3 separate regions of the Mus musculus genome follow, and all the other regions are linked to region 2. Evidence: chromatin contacts called from public promoter capture Hi-C data. All regions are on one chromosome and are shown on one strand. Each heading gives the region's core, a stretch centred on a gene start, on an enhancer-like site or on the middle of the called end of the contact. The rest is flanking DNA. Distances are from core to core; before and after follow the strand shown. Region 1 holds the start of Taf1 (TATA-box binding protein associated factor 1). Region 2 holds the start of Magt1 (magnesium transporter 1). Region 3 holds the start of Hmgn5 (high-mobility group nucleosome binding domain 5).

Region 1 (3,297 bases), core at 711-3,210, 4.5 Mb after region 2:
CTTGATAGGTAGAAGCAGGAATATCAAAGGAGTTCCAAAACAAACCTCAGCTACGTAATCAATTTTGAGGCCTAAAAGTTTCAAAAATAGAAAATAAAAGCAGAGTGTGGTGATACAAGACTTTAATCCCAACACTCCAGAGGCAGAGGCCAAACAAATAAACCTCTTCCGATTCTGAGACTGTTATTCTAAAATACAGCAGGGAAAATACTTATGTTTTGAAGAAAAAGAAGTATAATAGGGGAATGATTTGAGTCAAAATACATTTGCTCATTGACATGAGATTATAAACATAACCCTTCTTAATCTTAAAATCTTAAGGGCAAAGAGTGGGTTTGTTTTCATCTTTAACTTTGAAAAGCATATAAGAATAGTTATATCAAATCTACAGGCACTAAAATATATGAGATGACAAGAAATCATTTTCACCCTTGTCATTAATCAACAATTTGAGACCGAACATTATAAAAATAAAAGCTTGAATTTGGTAAGAGAATACCTACTACTTGGCACTGAATTGACAGTGGAAACAGCATACAGAGCAAATGTATTGGCAGGCAAGAACAATGGCAGAGATTAAATATACAAGACAGAGCCCAAAACAGACTTATTCAGGAAGAAAATGTACTAAACTGCCAATTTTGCAACATTAAAGAATACCAAGCGTAGTGGGGAACATGTCTAATCCTAGCACTTGGGAAACAGAGGCAAATGCATCTCTATGAGTTTGGGACAATCTTGCATGCATAATGAGTTCCAGGTCAGGCAGGGCTATGTTGAAAGACCCATTGCTAGAAAACAAGAAGGGGGGGGGGGGGCGGAGAGAGAATCACCTGTGTGGCAAAGGGGTTGCAAGCTTCCCATTGTCTGCTGGTATCTTCTACTTTCATCTTCTGCCACCTCGTTGATGTCAGAATAGTCCACAGCATCCTCTCTACTCCTAATCCATCCTATGGATAAAAAGGGAGACGTCTCAAGAGAAAGCAAGTAATTATCACTTCCTTAGAAAATCCCCACTGAAAAGCGTACAACAGGCTAATCTCCTCCCCCCACCCACACTGTCCTCCCCATGGCCCACACTTTACCTTCATCATTTACCAGGGCACCATCACTCCCGGACAATTCTTCATTTGCTGTGAGTTCAGTGATCAGGCTGCCAAGACCCAAAGCCCCCAAGCCCGCAAGATGCTTCTTGCACTCCTGAAAAGGGGACAGCATGAGGGTCGAAAATAACAACTAAACCTGAAGGTCCTACACAAGTATATTTCCCTTGCTCATAACAAAGTCACAAATCCATCTGAGAAATTATTTCATGAAGTGCTGCTCAAAGAAACATCACATTCAAGAACTATATAGGAAATCTGCTAAATTCCATACAGATCAGTTCCGAACAACACACGTTCCATCCGTAGTCCTGGCTTTGGAGCCATTAGGATCAGCAAAAGCCAGAAAAAGCAGAGTTCCAAGGGTCTTTAAGAAGGCCTTCCACAGTGGCGGTTCTGATAACCTTACTAGAGTTAACTATTATCTTTCCTACCAGGCAAGGAGAATGTTACCTTCGAAGCCAACACCTCAGCATCAGTGACTGACACTTAAGACTTTTCCTCTTCGTCCTTCCTCCGAGTTGAGCCCTCTCGCGCTGTCTCCAGTTCTCCCTAGCCACAGCACCCGCCGCCCCAGGCCCACGACTCACGTCATCCAAGACGCTTTCGCCTTCCAACTGCCCTGCTCCATTGATGTTGCCGAACAGGAACCCAGTTAGAGAAAATGGGCCTCCACCAGCCGACTCTTCGTCGCTGTCTGTGTCGGACATGACGACGGAAGGGCTACCGCCACCCTTGTCCTGCAGCAGCCCAGCCCACCCCGGGCCCATGGGCGGGAAAGAAAAAATACGTCAGTCGCACACGGGTGACTTGCAGCGCTCCCTGACCCAACCAGAGGCTACCGGAAGTTGAAAAAAAGGGGGGAAGGATGGGCCGTCCTACGTGATCCTTTGATGTCGGGATGGCTACTTCCTTTGATGTGTTTGATTGGTCCGCCCAAGATCAGGCTGGATAACTGGAAGGTGATTGGTCAAACAAACCAGTCCCGCCCATCAACTGCGCGGGTCCGTTCTGGTTGCTATGGTAAGAGCGGCAGATTTTTCTCCAATAAGAAAGTAGATCTGAGGCGGCGTGACCTACGACCTCTGGAAACCGCGCGTCACCGGCTACAGTACACACTACACAATAATGATTTGAGCCGTCTTTTCCGGTTTGTGCCGTTCCCCAAAGGAACATTACTATGAATTGTGATAGGGGGACGACTGCTACTTACTTATTTTGAATTTACATTTTCCCATGGTAAAATGTTAAGCTTAGTAAAATGAGCAACCGAAACTTCAAGATTCACAAACATTAAACATTTTCATAGTTTTTTTAAGCGCACATATGATTCCCAGCACTATATATATATATATATATATGTATATATATATATATATATATACATACACATATATGCATATATATGTGTGTGTGTATGTATGTATATATGTGTGTAAATGTGTAAAAGCATGGAGAGAAGAAAGAAACCGAGTGGGAGAAGGGGGGGGGGGTTGAAGAGGGGAGAGAAAGTGAAAGAGAGACAGAAATATACAAGGCTGGGATACAGCTCACTGGCCAACATAGATTCAATTCCCTGTACTTAAAAAATAACCTTATTTTGCCAGGAATGGAAACCTGAGGTAGAAGTGTCTCTGAACCGGGCAGTGGTGGCGCACGCCTTTAATCCCAGCACTCGGGAGGCAGAGACAGGCGGATTTCTGAGTTTGAGTCCAGCCTGGTCTACAAAGTGAGTTCCAGGACAGCCAGGGCTACACAGAGAAACCCTGTCTCGAAATAACTAAAAAAAAAAAAAAAAAAAAAAAAAAAAAAGAATTGTCTCTGTAAGACCAGCATAGTATACATAGTTAAGCTCCAGGCTACTAGGGGAAACCCTATCTTTAAAAAAAAGTTTTTTAAGTACTCTATATATTTGTGTAAATAGACATATTGAACCAGTGAGGTGCCTCTGTAGGTAACATATCTGCCACCAACCCCGGAGCCCCATCCTGAGGACATATTTCATGTTTCAGATCACCATGGTGGCACACAGACTTGTTTGAATTGGAGCATCTTCACTGTGGCCAAACCGAGGATCTGTTCAGAGTTCCTACTTTGCATTTTTTGTGCCTGTTTGCTTGTTCATGTTTAGTTTGTTCTGAGGCAGAGTCCCACTTAAGTTTCCTGGGCCAGGCCTTGAATTTTCCATTCTTTG
Region 2 (3,348 bases), core at 259-2,758:
ACTTTCCTTTCAACAATCATCTCCTTAACTCTCCAAATAGTGGAATTATTATAATTCTGTGGGGTTTTTGCTTTCTAGCAGGACCTAAAAGAATAATCACATAGTATGTTCCACACATTCAAAATAAATGCACCTTGGGCTTTGGATGTAGTTGTGATAAAATGCTTGCCCAGCTTGTGTGGGGTCCTTTACTCAATCCTTTACTGTGCCCTGTGCTGCAAAATAAATAAATAAATAAATCCAAATTATAATGTGTGTGTGTGTGTGCACGCGCTTGTGTGTATACTGAGGAAATATTGAGGATTAAACCTATGTGTTTACAAATAACAGTTAAATGTCCTATCAACTGATCTATATTTCCCCAATGTCTTAGGGTTACTGTTGCCATGTTATAACACCCTGACCAAAGCAACTTCATCAGGAGTTGCAGTCATAGGAACAGTACTTAAGCCATCTTCAAGAATAGTATGTGCTTGAAAAAAAGATTGGTGTGGGGGGGTGGCAGCGTGAATGTACATGCAATGGGTGTGTGCCTGGTCTCTGTAAAGATCAGAAGAGTGCATCAGATCTCCTGGGACTACTAGGCTGTTACCCACCATGCCGGTCCCGGGAGGGTCTTCTCCCAAAAACAGTTAAATGTTCTCAACCCTTGAGACATTTCTCCAGCACCTGTCCCAGAGTATTATACTAAAGGAGCAAATTTCAACAAAACAAAACAAAACCACTTTTGATGTAAGATATTTGGATGTTTTGGGTGTTGTCAGCGCTGAGGTTTGGGCTGAGAAATTAATTTTGCTTACCAGAGGGTATAATGCAAGCTTCTGCTTTAGACCACGTAGTTCCCTTGGACTTGGCTAGAATGGAACTCTGAAGGTTCCTTGAATTGTTGAATTCCTAATCGTCCTGCCTCCACTTCCACCTCCCAAACCTGGGAGTTTGGCTGGGAGAAATCACGAGGGCTCCTTTATGTTTGAGACAATCTTACATTAATCAGGTGGCCTGGGATCCGGACAATGGAGCCAAAGATGACCTTGAACAATTGATGCTCTTGCTTTCACATTCAAAATGCGTGGATTAGAGGCTTTTGTTACTTAGGCCAGCTCAAAATCAAACAGTTCTAAAGGAAGGAACGCTTTCTAGATGATGATTCCATTTTTAAACGTACAAGCCATTTTGTGCCTCAAAAAAAAAAAAAACCAACAAAAAAAAACCTCAGCGCCATTTCAAACCTGCGCATGTGTACTAAAAGTTCGCTGAGCGCGATGTCTTTACACGTAGGAAAAGGGTGCAGCCTTTTCAGCGGACCAATAAGAAACCTCCAGATTATCCTTTTCCGATTGGCTCCCGGGAACCAATCGGAAAAGAACTTTTTTTTTTTTTTTAAAAGCGGGCGTCTGCTGAGCGTGAGGTCACGTGAGGGGTCGAGCGGCAGGGCTGAGCCGAGCCAATGGGGAGCGGCAAGGGCTCGGTTCGCCCGTTCTCACGCCCCACCCTCGGACCGTGCTGGAAGAAAGTTTCGCCCCGCCGCCAAGAGAGAAGCGTGAACATGGCCTCGCCAAGGTGGTTCTGGTCTGTGTGTGCGATCGCAGCGGTGGCACTGCTGCTCGTTTCCAAGGTTCCTTCGGCCTCTGCCCAAAGAAAGAAGGAGGTGAGGCGGCGCCTGCCAGCGGCAGGGACTTTCTCGACTTGGGGCTAGAAAGGGTCCGCTCGCCCCTTCCCAGGGATCTGTGCTGGGCGTGACTTGGAGTCCGCGGTTGGGAGGAAGTTGGCTTCACAAAAGCGGGAGCTGCAACTTCTTGTATTGTAGGGTTTCACATTCAAAAGCAGGCTGGAGTAGGTGACCACCTCGCTTCCAGCAGCTGGGGAACGTGCAGCTACAAGTAGTGACACTCCTGGAGTTTGGACCGCTTTGGGTGTTGGGCTGAGGAGCTCGTTTTGCTACCCAGAGGATATAATAATGCAAGCTTCTGCTGCCGACCATATGTAGCTCTCTCGGACATGTGTCTGTCATGTCAACCCAGGAGTGGAAAAATTAGATGAGTGAGATGATGCCAGTTTCATGCCCGTGTTCAAGCGTTCAGAATGTGTAAAACGTCTGTATTTGGTGACGGACACCAATCACGAAAGAGCAAACTAAGCCCCCCCCCCCCAATTTATGGAACAGGCAGTCTTTGAGATGTAGAAAACATACAATATTCGTATTCCTTTCTGTTTATTTTTTTGTTCTGTTTCATTTGAAGCATTCTCCCCCCTATAGCCCATTCTGGCCTTGACCTCATGACAATCCTTTGCCTTTCAAGTGCTGAGGTTACAGGTGTGAGCTGGGACGGCCCAGCTTTTTTTTTTTTTTTTTTTTTTTTTTTAGCTTGATGTTTAGCAGTCTGAACATATGGATTTTAGCCCCGTGTTTCTGAACATTTGTGACTTAGAACCATATACTCATAGAGCTTTAAAAAACTGGTGATAATTATTTATACCCTCTAATTTTATAAGGAAGAGCAGCCCTAGTTTTACACAGTTAATTACTGTATTTAAAGTAGACTAAAGCCATTAACTCTAATGCCATTTCCAGTGCATTCTTTAGTACACAAAACCTATAAGGACATTTTTGAAATACCAGTTAAACATTGCAGCTATTAAGTTATATAAATAAACTAATTTCTGTATCTATCTGAGTATTTGAATTATTTCATAAGATTAAAAACTAAGCAAAGCCTCATATGGTGGGCATGCCTGTATTCAGAACACTGTAGTGAAAGAGGTTCAGGAATTCAAGGTCATCCTTGGCCAATAAGTGAATTAGAGCTAGCCTGGGCTACACGAGACCCTATTTGAAAACAATAACACTGAAGAGCTAGCAAAGGAAAACATTATATTAGGGAAGTTGGCAAAGAGGAAAATAAAAATGTACAAATATTAAAGATATAATCCAGTGAGCAGCCTTTTGGCTGGGTGAAGAAATTGATAGAGCCTTTCTGTTTTGGAGTGTTTGCTGCATGCGTGTGTGCTCACTGCCGTCATGGAGGGCCAAAGAAGGTGTAGAATCCCCTAGAACTGTAGTTTGAGGACAGTTGTGATCTGCCAATTGAGAACTAGGAACCAATCCTGGACTTTGTGCAAAGAAGAAAAAGAAGCTCTTGGCATGAGCTTTCTGGTGCCTGCTGTGGCTTTTGGGGAGAATCCCAAGCCATTCTTTGTAGACAGCAATATGCAGAGCAATACATTGGTTTTTCTACCCTTAAAGTCCTGTTTTTAAGCCATATTTGTAAGTGTATGTATATGTATAGGAAAAATTCAAAACTCTAACAGACACATAACAGTCCCTTAAGAGCTGCTATCTCTAGGCTT
Region 3 (3,702 bases), core at 526-3,025, 3.0 Mb before region 2:
AAGGAAGCAAATGTAAATGCGCCTTTCAGTTGTCTTCTTGCATGAGAATGCAGTGTGAAGTCACTTGAGTAGGTTCAGTAGGTCTTAGGGTAAGTGGTTTGTTTAACTCCCCAGGCTAAACGCTAGGGAAGATGGGACAAAACTCGAAAGGATAGGCTCTGTCAGGGTGCGTTTTAGATTGGACAGATGGTTTGGTAATCTGTAAATCAATTTGGTTTGTTGTTTGTTTGTTTGTTTGTTTGTTTGTGGCAGGATGTCTATTTAGCCTAGAATGACTTGAATCTCAGCATCTCACTGCTACCTTGCCACCACCAATCCGGGCTAGTATTCTTTGAAACGGATGGTCTGCTTTTTCTTTAAGCTACAGGAACAGAAAAAGAGTTGGGGGAGGGGACACAATGAAGCAGAGTCTCACTAGGTAACTCTGGCTTGCTTGTTGTATGTAGACCAGGCTAGTCTTGATCTCACAGTGATCTGCCTGATTCTGCCTCCCAAGTGCTGGGATTAAAGCCATACACCACTAGGCTGGGGCCTAAATTTTTAAGTAACTGTTTAAAAGGTTAATTTCCTTTTCTGATTAGACTTTCAGCTTAGGGAATGGAGACTGTTGTTGAAGCACTTTTAAATACAATTAGCTCTTTCAACAACTGAAGCAAAGCACATCTCAAAAAAGGCTGCAGGGACCCGGCTTGCCTAGTTCCAGTAACAATTAGCAGCCCTCAGCACTCTGTTTTAACCGGATTTTTTTCTAAGCATATTATTCTTTTCTTTTCACCAAACGTTTAGGTCTCAGACTCTGACACTAGAGGGCAAATGGAAGATTCTCAGAACAGAAAGCTGCTACTTAAACACCTTCTGAGACTAGAATAGGTTCAGGGGGCACTTCTGTGGGCCAAAAAATTAAAAAAAAAATAATAAATAAGGAGACACCTCAAGTTTCAGTAATAAAGATAACGAATGGTTTGGTTTGGTTTTCTATGTAGCCCTAAATATCATCTTTGAATTACAAATCCATTAAAGTCACTGTTTTTCCTCTGGGTGACCTCTGTTATTACTGACTTCCCGCGTGGCCCCTTTTAATTCTTGCTAGATTCTCTCCAGGCGGAGTACTAGCTCTTTTAGAAGGTAGGCGGCCTGCAGTGGAGTCCTGCTCTTCCAGGTCCCGGATTTATTGCTACTCTCCACCTGAGGGAGGCGCGCAGTTCTGGCACCCTTCTAAAGCCAGGACCACAGTTCAGCATTGGCGGGAAGTTCTCACGACCAGAAACGTTCCCTACTCTTTTTCTGGTCTCTAAACGGGTGAGCCTGTCACTCCAACCTCGCCCTTTTGCTAACTGGGAAAGACTGGAGCTTCTGGCTCAATCCAGTCTCAAAAGGGCCCGCCACCCCGCGCGAAGAAGGAAGGGGGGTGGAGATCGTGGGGGGAAAAAAACCAACTGTTTGAGCTTTCGCTTGTCGTTCTAACTTAAAAAAAAAGGTGAAAAGGCAAGAAAACTGGATTTCCTGCTGGTCACGTTGGAGCACTAGGCGTCTGCTAAGTGCGTGGACTCCGGCACCCTAGAGGCAGTCAAAGCCGGCAGCATACGAGGGCTTCGGGCAAGTTCGCGGGCCACGCCTTCCGAACCGGCCACCTCCCCTCATTGGCCTGACAGCCTGTCACTCCAACCTGGCTCCCACTTCGGGTAACCATTCACGTAGTTTGGTTGCGTCTTGGCGTGTTTAATGTTGCCAATAACGAGAGATTTTTTTTAGGGGGAGGGGGGACGCGAGTACATATCGTGCTGCAATTAGTTCATTGAAAACTCAGTCGCTCGCGGAGCGGTCAGGCAGAGACTCCTCTCGGCTTTTTTCCCTCCTGCCTAAGGATCTCCAACGGAGAGCTGCAACAATGCCCAAAAGAAAGGTAAGTGAAATGGGAAGATAGACGGGATATTAGCTGCCGAAATACATATTTCCTACCGCAGAGATTTGTATCTTTTTGAAAGATCATTTTGGCTTCTAGTTTGATTTTATGATGTCCTGAATGGAAGGCGAGGGAAAGGTAGCGATCCGTCTGTGTTTGGTTTCAGAAGGTCTCGTATGCAACTGGTAGTTCACTTTTGGCTTGTTTTGTTTAAGGGAGAGAATCGTTTGAGAGGTGTCTCCATGCTGAATTACAAACAGCCATAGCGCTGTGCTGTCGCTTCCTACCCCACCCCCCTTCCTCCGCTTACCCTATTGGAGAACTCTTCTCCCAACCACACTTCCAGCGCCAGCTTCCTCCTCTACCTCCCGTTTTTCTCAGAGAACCATCCCGTTTGGGGGAACGAAAGCCCTGGCTTTCTCTTGTTTTTTGCCTTTGTTCTTTCCGTTTTCTTTTTTTCCTTTTTCCCCCCTCTTCCCTCCTCCACTTCTTGTCATGCCAGATGGCTATGCAATGGTAATCCTGTGCCATTAGGCGGCGCAGACTTCAAACTGTCCTAGAGAAGGGAGAGATTCACCGCTGTAATTAGAAACTTTAGATCTGAGAGATTTGGCACTCTCGGAACTCTCTAGTTAAAGGTGGAAAGGTGATTAGAGAGCCGCGTCCGAGAAACTACTAACAGCGTTGGATGGTGGGGTGGCGTGAGATTAGTTCACTTTAGACATGGGGAGTTGATCCGAGCTACCAAGGGCTACAGGTCTTCTGTAACCCTTCACTTCAAAATTCCTGTCTCCGCGCACATATAAGTTGAAGCTCGGTGTTTGTGTGTTCCTCCACCACCCCTCCCCCTCCCCCGAGTATCTTACAACTAAAATGGAATGCTATTTCATTGCTTGGTGAAATCATAAAATGAAATACTGTGTTAATGTAAAAGCCTTATGATTGTTTATATATTCTTGTGAATCCGTCCGCCTTCCGTATTCCTAGAACATAGAAATGAGGCTGAAATTCCTCAGTGCTCTGGGGCTGTATCATTGAAATAATAGCCTGGTAATTCCCAGGGTAAAGGGCTACTCAGATACCGAAAGCAATTGTTTCTAATCACCACCCCCCTTCCCGAGACTCCTGCCGCCAGGCTCTTTTCGTCTTGTGCAATGGATCTTGCTATTTTGCAGAGCTGACAGCAACCTTGTAGCAGGTAGTGGCGGGAAGTTTTAAAATCCGCCTCCTGCTTCTCTGAACAAAACGTTAACGTTAGAACAAAGACCTCCTTCCTTGAAAGTATGGTGGGACTGTTGTTTTGTATGCAGAACTTGAGGAGGAAAATAGTCCATAATCAGTAGAGCTGGTCAGATAGATACAATTGCATAGCAAACATAAGGCAAGAAAGGGAAACTGCAAGAAGCTCCGCCTTCCTTCGTCCCGCCCAACCCTTGTTTTGGCTTTAACATTAGAGCAGGTGGATTTCAAAATGAAAATGGTGTGTTCTTAAGAGGCCTTATTTATTCAAAAAGGTTACACTGACTCTTTGTAAACAGGTCTTAAGCATGACCTTGCATCTTGGTCCACGTTTCATATTACTAAAACAGTAGGTGTTGAAGAGGGGCTAGAAGCAGCACGTGGTTGCTGGACCAGGAGCCCAGGGAAAAAGTCACAAGTGTCTAAAGTTGGCGACATTTTCTGCTCTACATGTTTATATTGATGATCCTCTTTCTTTCTTTCTTTCTTTCTTTCTTTCTTTCTTTCTTTCTTTCTTTCTTTCTTTCTTTCTTTCTTTCTTTTTTTTTTTTTTCTCCCCC

The links. Promoter capture Hi-C pulls out the DNA fragments that hold promoters and counts their contacts. Capture Hi-C pulls out chosen DNA fragments and counts their contacts.
Region 1: a contact with region 2 is called in a promoter capture Hi-C map of pre-B cells, with 3 times the contacts expected there. The contact joins the promoter of Taf1 here to the promoter of Magt1 in region 2. A contact is called at or near these places in 2 of 39 promoter capture datasets (liver and pre-B cells).
Region 3: a promoter capture Hi-C map of liver shows a contact between it and region 2, with 2.9 times the contacts expected there. The contact joins the promoter of Hmgn5 here to the promoter of Magt1 in region 2. A contact is called at or near these places in 2 of 39 promoter capture datasets (erythroid cells and pre-B cells) and 2 of 9 other capture datasets (adipose tissue and liver).

Annotation. Positions count from the first base shown.
Region 1 is chrX:101,531,398-101,534,694 of GRCm38.p6, reverse strand. Taf1 (TATA-box binding protein associated factor 1) reads right to left here and starts at 1,960. Exons shown (of 39, transcript NM_001290729.1): 1 at 1,694-1,960; 2 at 1,086-1,200; 3 at 834-950. The coding sequence starts at 1,873.
Region 2 is chrX:106,009,962-106,013,309 of GRCm38.p6, reverse strand. Magt1 (magnesium transporter 1) reads left to right here and starts at 1,508. Exons shown (of 10, transcript NM_001190409.2): 1 at 1,508-1,648. The coding sequence starts at 1,547.
Region 3 is chrX:109,011,453-109,015,154 of GRCm38.p6, reverse strand. Hmgn5 (high-mobility group nucleosome binding domain 5) reads left to right here and starts at 1,775. Exons shown (of 6, transcript NM_016710.2): 1 at 1,775-1,903. The coding sequence starts at 1,889.